2 separate regions of the Mus musculus genome follow, and region 2 is linked to region 1. Evidence: chromatin contacts called from public HiChIP or PLAC-seq data. All regions are on one chromosome and are shown on one strand. Each heading gives the region's core, a stretch centred on a gene start, on an enhancer-like site or on the middle of the called end of the contact. The rest is flanking DNA. Distances are from core to core; before and after follow the strand shown. Region 1 holds the start of Mab21l2 (mab-21-like 2). Region 2 overlaps Lrba (LPS-responsive beige-like anchor).

Region 1 (2,700 bases), core at 43-2,542:
TTTAAAAAATTAAGAAAACCTGAATTCAGGCTCATTTTTTTCCTTCATTTTAATTTAAGTCTAAACTATTTTGGTAGCTTATTTCAATCAGCAAGTATAACCAAGTAATGTATGCTAATATATAAACTTACAGTTTCTCAAAACTCACATATTTTCTCTCTAGTTATTGGTAAATTCCTATAAGAGTAAAATAATGACACAAAGATAGCTAAATCTAAATTATGAAATAAGGATCAAAAACATATCTGGAGTAGTTTTTGTCCTGTTCTGTATTTTTAACAGCATATGGAAATTACTAACAAGAGATTTATGGTTATAGACTGTCATCCTATCCCCTCCTTTACACATACACAGCAATTCTCCAGCTCTTGGCAACAATGGGATGGGAGGGAAAGAGAAGGGGGGGGGGACTACAAAATTTAAGTCCTTTCTTAAGCTCCCCTTCCTGCTCTCATTTGCCTTCAAGCCAAAGACAGTTTGTTAGAGTCTGCACCTTCTGCAGAATGTTCAGAGACTTAAAACCAAAAGTGAAGCTCACTGAAAGCACTACTACTTTGCAGGAATTGATCCAGCCATACCCAGAGAAGAATCCCTTCTATGAAGACTCTCCTCCTCACTGCAACGGTAAGAAAAGAGGATAAAAAAGAAAATGGGACTATGAAACGAGTGAGAGCATTTGGCTTCTGTCTAGTCCCATTTTCTCACCCCCCACGCCCCCTTTATCAAGTGCAGTGTGGTGGCTGCTGAGGTCCCAAGCTTGTCCTCTCTCTCTCTTTCTCTCGGATTGGCTAAAGCACTGACAGCTTGCATAGGGATTGTAGGAACTGAAGCTCCACCCCTTCACGGTGGCCCAGAACCATTCATAAACTAAGGAGAGAGAGAGAGAGAGAGAGAGAGAGAGAGAGAGAGAGAGAGAGAGAGAGAGAGAGAGAGAGAGAGAGAAGTGTGGGGGGCAGGTATCAGAGGACAGGGGGATGAGGTAGAGACTGCAAACGCAACCCAGAGGAGAGGAAAAACCCGGACTCCTTAGACCTGCACACCAGATACAACGTAAGCAACGATTTAGTCACACTAAAATAGATTTTGCTAGGGCCAAAAGTATAAATAACGAGGCAGAAAAGAATATCAAACAACTTGCAGCAGTTTGCACCTAGAGAAAGGCAGGAAGAACCCACCACAAACAAACCAACCCAATCCAAACAACGCCTCCAGTAGGAAGCCAGGAAAACTGCTACGACACAACCCCCTGAGAAGAGAGGAGACTAGCACGCTGAGACCGCGCGGGGCGTCTGCAAACCTCAGAGTGCGCTGCGGCCTGAGCTGTACTTCGCTGCTCTCCGGGCATTAATTACATCCTTCACTTTCCTTTTGGGGGAGGGTAAGGAAGGCATCACCTACGCTGAGCGAAGGCGTCCAACCATCGAGGGAGAAGTTTCAGAATGAACCACTGAATGTTTTTGTCTTATTTTTAAATTTACTTTGGCACTTATAAGACTTCATTTCCAGATATCTGGGCAATCGTGGCTGCTGCGGACATCTAAGCCTAGCCTCTTGGTAACCTAGTTTTTTCTCTCTCACGATTTCATCCATCTCTCCCGCACAAGGAGAGGCTCGTCTTTATTTTTGCAGGTACTTTCCCCCCTAAATAATATTATTTCTAATTTTCTGCGGAAGAAAGAAAAGAAAATTCCAAAGAGGGAAAAGAAAAGGCCAGCCGGCTATATCATCAGCCGGTCAGCCCAGGTGGAAAGCAAGAGTGAAATTGGGGCTTCAGGGGGAACGCACCGCCTTTCCACAGCCGCAGGGCCACCACCAGTGCGTGAGCCTTGGATCCCTCAACGTATTGCGAGACGCCGGTGTACAGCCCGGACCTGTGCCCCAACATGATCGCCGCTCAGGCCAAGCTGGTTTACCAGCTCAATAAATACTACACCGAGCGCTGCCAGGCGCGCAAGGCTGCGATCGCCAAGACCATCCGAGAAGTCTGCAAGGTAGTGTCGGATGTGCTAAAGGAAGTGGAGGTGCAAGAGCCCCGCTTCATCAGCTCTCTGAGTGAGATTGACGCCCGCTACGAGGGGCTGGAGGTAATCTCGCCCACCGAGTTCGAGGTGGTACTCTACCTCAACCAGATGGGAGTCTTCAACTTCGTGGACGACGGATCTCTGCCCGGCTGTGCCGTGCTCAAACTAAGCGATGGGCGGAAGCGGAGCATGTCTCTTTGGGTCGAGTTCATCACAGCGTCTGGCTACCTTTCTGCGCGCAAGATCCGCTCGCGTTTCCAGACACTAGTAGCCCAGGCGGTGGACAAGTGCAGCTACCGGGACGTGGTCAAGATGATCGCCGACACTAGTGAGGTCAAGTTGCGCATCAGGGAGCGCTACGTGGTGCAAATCACCCCAGCGTTCAAGTGCACCGGGATCTGGCCTCGCAGCGCGGCACAGTGGCCTATGCCCCACATCCCCTGGCCCGGCCCCAATCGGGTGGCGGAGGTCAAGGCCGAAGGGTTCAACTTGCTCTCCAAGGAGTGCTACTCGCTGACTGGCAAGCAGAGCTCCGCAGAAAGCGACGCCTGGGTGCTGCAGTTCGGTGAGGCGGAGAACCGCTTGCTGATGGGCGGCTGTAGAAACAAGTGCCTCTCGGTGCTGAAGACGCTGCGGGACCGCCACCTGGAGCTGCCTGGCCAGCCGCTCAATAACTACC
Region 2 (2,700 bases), core at 145-2,644, 150 kb before region 1:
GTATGGAAAGAATAAAAAATCTCATGTCTCTTCCAAATTAGGTAGACATTTTCATTTACCCTTCCAGACATATATCTATTTGTAAATTTTTGGATAATATTCTAAGTATTTTCATATAACTATGCCAAACAAACTATGCAATAGTTACATTTGTCCTTCATTTTTAGAAATGACATAAACATTTTGTTTTCTGACTCTAGTATCTCTTAAATGAGATCTGATAATTGCTTTTAAATTAAACTACTAGACCTGATAAAAATAAGTAACTGCTTAGAGTCTTACAAATTTCCCACAACTCCAGGTCACTTGGGAAAACACCCAGAGTGCTTAAAATCAGAGTTGGAACCGCTATAGAGTTAGAACTGGATCAAGAACTCAAATGTGTTTAATCCATAAACCCCATTTTCCTCCTTTGTTGTTAAAAAATATAACTCTTCTTAGTAGGATCTCTACAAGGCAGTGGGATCCCACTCAAAGGATGCTGCTAAAATGTCAGGATCCAGCAGGGATCTGAGTAGCAACGACCACATTTACATTTCTCCTAAACATTTAGGTGAAAAGACAGACAGCATGGTAAGAGTTAATTGAAACATTCCTGTTGGAGCGGGACTGAGGAGTGGGGGTAGGGGAGGGTGGGAGGGGGAGCGAGGCTGGGAGATGCAGAGTTAATCAGGGGGCAAATCCAAAGCCAGGCATGGATAGGCCTCACTAATGAGCCTCAAGTACCCTGCAGTGGTTTTCAAACTTAACTGGCTTCAAAAGATGCCACCCCATGACAGAATGCAGCTAGCCATAAGAGGAGGGTGATTAGAATAAATGACTGGAGTAATTAACTCTGATGGGAAACCACCTGATTGGAAAAGAGAAGCCAAGAGCTATTTAGCTGATGGTCCTGCAGGAGAAAAGGAAGCTTTCCCTTTCTCTTGTGTGGGTGTTCAGTCAGAACTCCACTCTTTCAAGTAGGTATTTGGTAGCACTAATGAAAAGCAGCTTCCATTCAAGGGCCTCTCAAGGGCCTTCCCATTCATTTTGAAAGGGGAGGAAAATAAAAGCTTCAAAGTAGAACTAATTTACTTTACTCCCTCACCTCTCGGTGAATTTTGCATTTGAGAAGTCTACATTCTTATTTGTGCTAATGCTCTCGCTTGTAAAACTAACTTTATGAAAATGTATGGGACAGTTAGTTACTGAGGAAAAAGAAAACAATAATTTTTTCCCTTTAAAAATGTTATACATAGAAAACTCAAAACTGATAGTAATTAGTTGCTGACTGATTAGAATATTTTCCAACTGCTACTGGAGTCATTCTTCGCACAGCAAGGACTGTAAGGAGAAAGTGAAGTAGGACAGAGGGATTGTTCACATTTAATACGAACAAAGACAAGGCCAATGCAAGGATACTATGTGCAAAGAGACAGGTACACTTGCTCGGTGGCTTTATTTTTTGGGGAGGAGAGATAGAGATAGAGATAGAGATAGAGATAGAGATAGAGATAGAGATAGAGATAGAGATAGAGATAGAGATAGAGATAGAGAGAGAGAGAGAGAGAGAGGGAGAGAGGTAGGCAGAGAGAGAGAGAGAGAGAGAGAGAGAGAGAGAGAGAGAGAGAGAGAGATTACAAAGACTTGGGGGCATTACTACCTGCTGTTTTACAAGGAAGCATCAATTCATCAGGCCAGTGTTGTTCTGTACCTGCTGAGTTAATGTCCTTCCACATACCCCTCCCCCAAACAGGTTCACCAGCCTTCCAGTAACCAGGGTGTAGTAGCACAATAACCTAGTAAATGTTTATGCCTACACTCGGATTTATTTGACAGCTTTACACCTTTGGGCATGATATAATTAAATGTTTTGACAGCTAAACAAAAACTGTATAAATTTAAAAGCTATTAGGGGCTCAGCATCTAGAATCAAAATGAAGTAATTTGCTTATACCTAAGTCACTTTTAGCAAGGCATTCCAATAAAAAGCAGGCAAGGGTATCTGTCTATCCTGGTGTTTTAGCTAATTCGTTCTTTCTGTGAAGGAGATACCCTTTATCAATGTTGATGGTGACCTTTATACTTAACAAAAGCAACGTGAGTATATTTAAGATGATCAATAGAAACTCATTAGCTATTTTCTGTAATTTGAGAAACACTAATAATAAAAATCCACTGACTATTAAGTAGTACATTGGCTTAAAAGGCCACCATGTACTACGTAAGAGTTCATTAACTCATGGAACCTAGAGCCCTTCAAACCCAGCTACAGAGAACTAGGGAAGTTAACCCTTATCCTCCTAAGAGGTCAAGTTCTGGGTTTCAGTGTTCTTACTGCTGTGGACCCTAAATTCATGGCTTACCTTCAGAGAAGCCCATTGCTTATAGCCAGAGCTTCAGACAGGGTCCTCGTCAGCAATGGTATTTAAACATGCAGATTGCAAAGCTCAGTTACCTCTTTAAAAGTTAAAAAAAACTATATAATACAACTAATCTGTCCATTAAACTCTTATTTGTTTAAAAGTAGAGGCTGTTTTGTATCTATTACATGGTACCACAGCATCATTGTGGAGAGTATGGACAGAGGGGTAGCTTACAGTCTGGGCAAAAAGTTATGTCTCAATAAGACCCCTTAGAGCCATTGCTGCAGTATTTGAACTCTATCAGTATAAAGTAATACTCAAAATTCTCTTTTAATCATATAACAATCTAGGGAGA

Evidence for each region. HiChIP or PLAC-seq counts read pairs in DNA pulled down with a chosen protein or histone mark.
Region 2: a contact with region 1 is called in an H3K4me3 HiChIP or PLAC-seq map of craniofacial prominence, with 5 times the contacts expected there. The contact joins the enhancer-like site here to the promoter of Mab21l2 in region 1. A contact is called at or near these places in 8 of 39 promoter capture datasets (cranial neural crest, embryonic stem cells, frontonasal cranial neural crest and 4 more), 3 of 484 Hi-C or Micro-C datasets (the N1E-115 cell line, cranial neural crest and palatal mesenchyme), 11 of 115 datasets of contacts at active chromatin or transcription factors (craniofacial prominence, embryonic basal ganglia, embryonic forebrain and 4 more) and 4 of 9 other capture datasets (adipose tissue, embryonic stem cells, liver and 1 more).

Annotation. Positions count from the first base shown.
Region 1 is chr3:86,546,875-86,549,574 of GRCm38.p6, reverse strand. It overlaps Mab21l2 (mab-21-like 2), which reads left to right and starts at 1,292. Exons shown (of 1, transcript NM_011839.4): 1 at 1,292-2,700. The coding sequence starts at 1,884. All of the region lies in intron 40 of Lrba (LPS-responsive beige-like anchor), which reads right to left. Gm31677 (a long non-coding RNA gene) reads left to right here. Exons shown (of 5, transcript XR_375777.3): 3 at 561-624.
Region 2 is chr3:86,699,470-86,702,169 of GRCm38.p6, reverse strand. All of the region lies in intron 47 of Lrba (LPS-responsive beige-like anchor), which reads right to left. Among named protein-coding and RNA genes, the nearest start is that of Gm52625, 49 kb to the left of the region's middle. Within about 2 kb of position 1,394, at least 38 of the 459 cell types and tissues checked have an H3K27ac peak or open chromatin away from gene starts, as enhancers often do. A contact at or near this core is called in the N1E-115 cell line, craniofacial prominence, embryonic basal ganglia and 2 more, where this site is marked.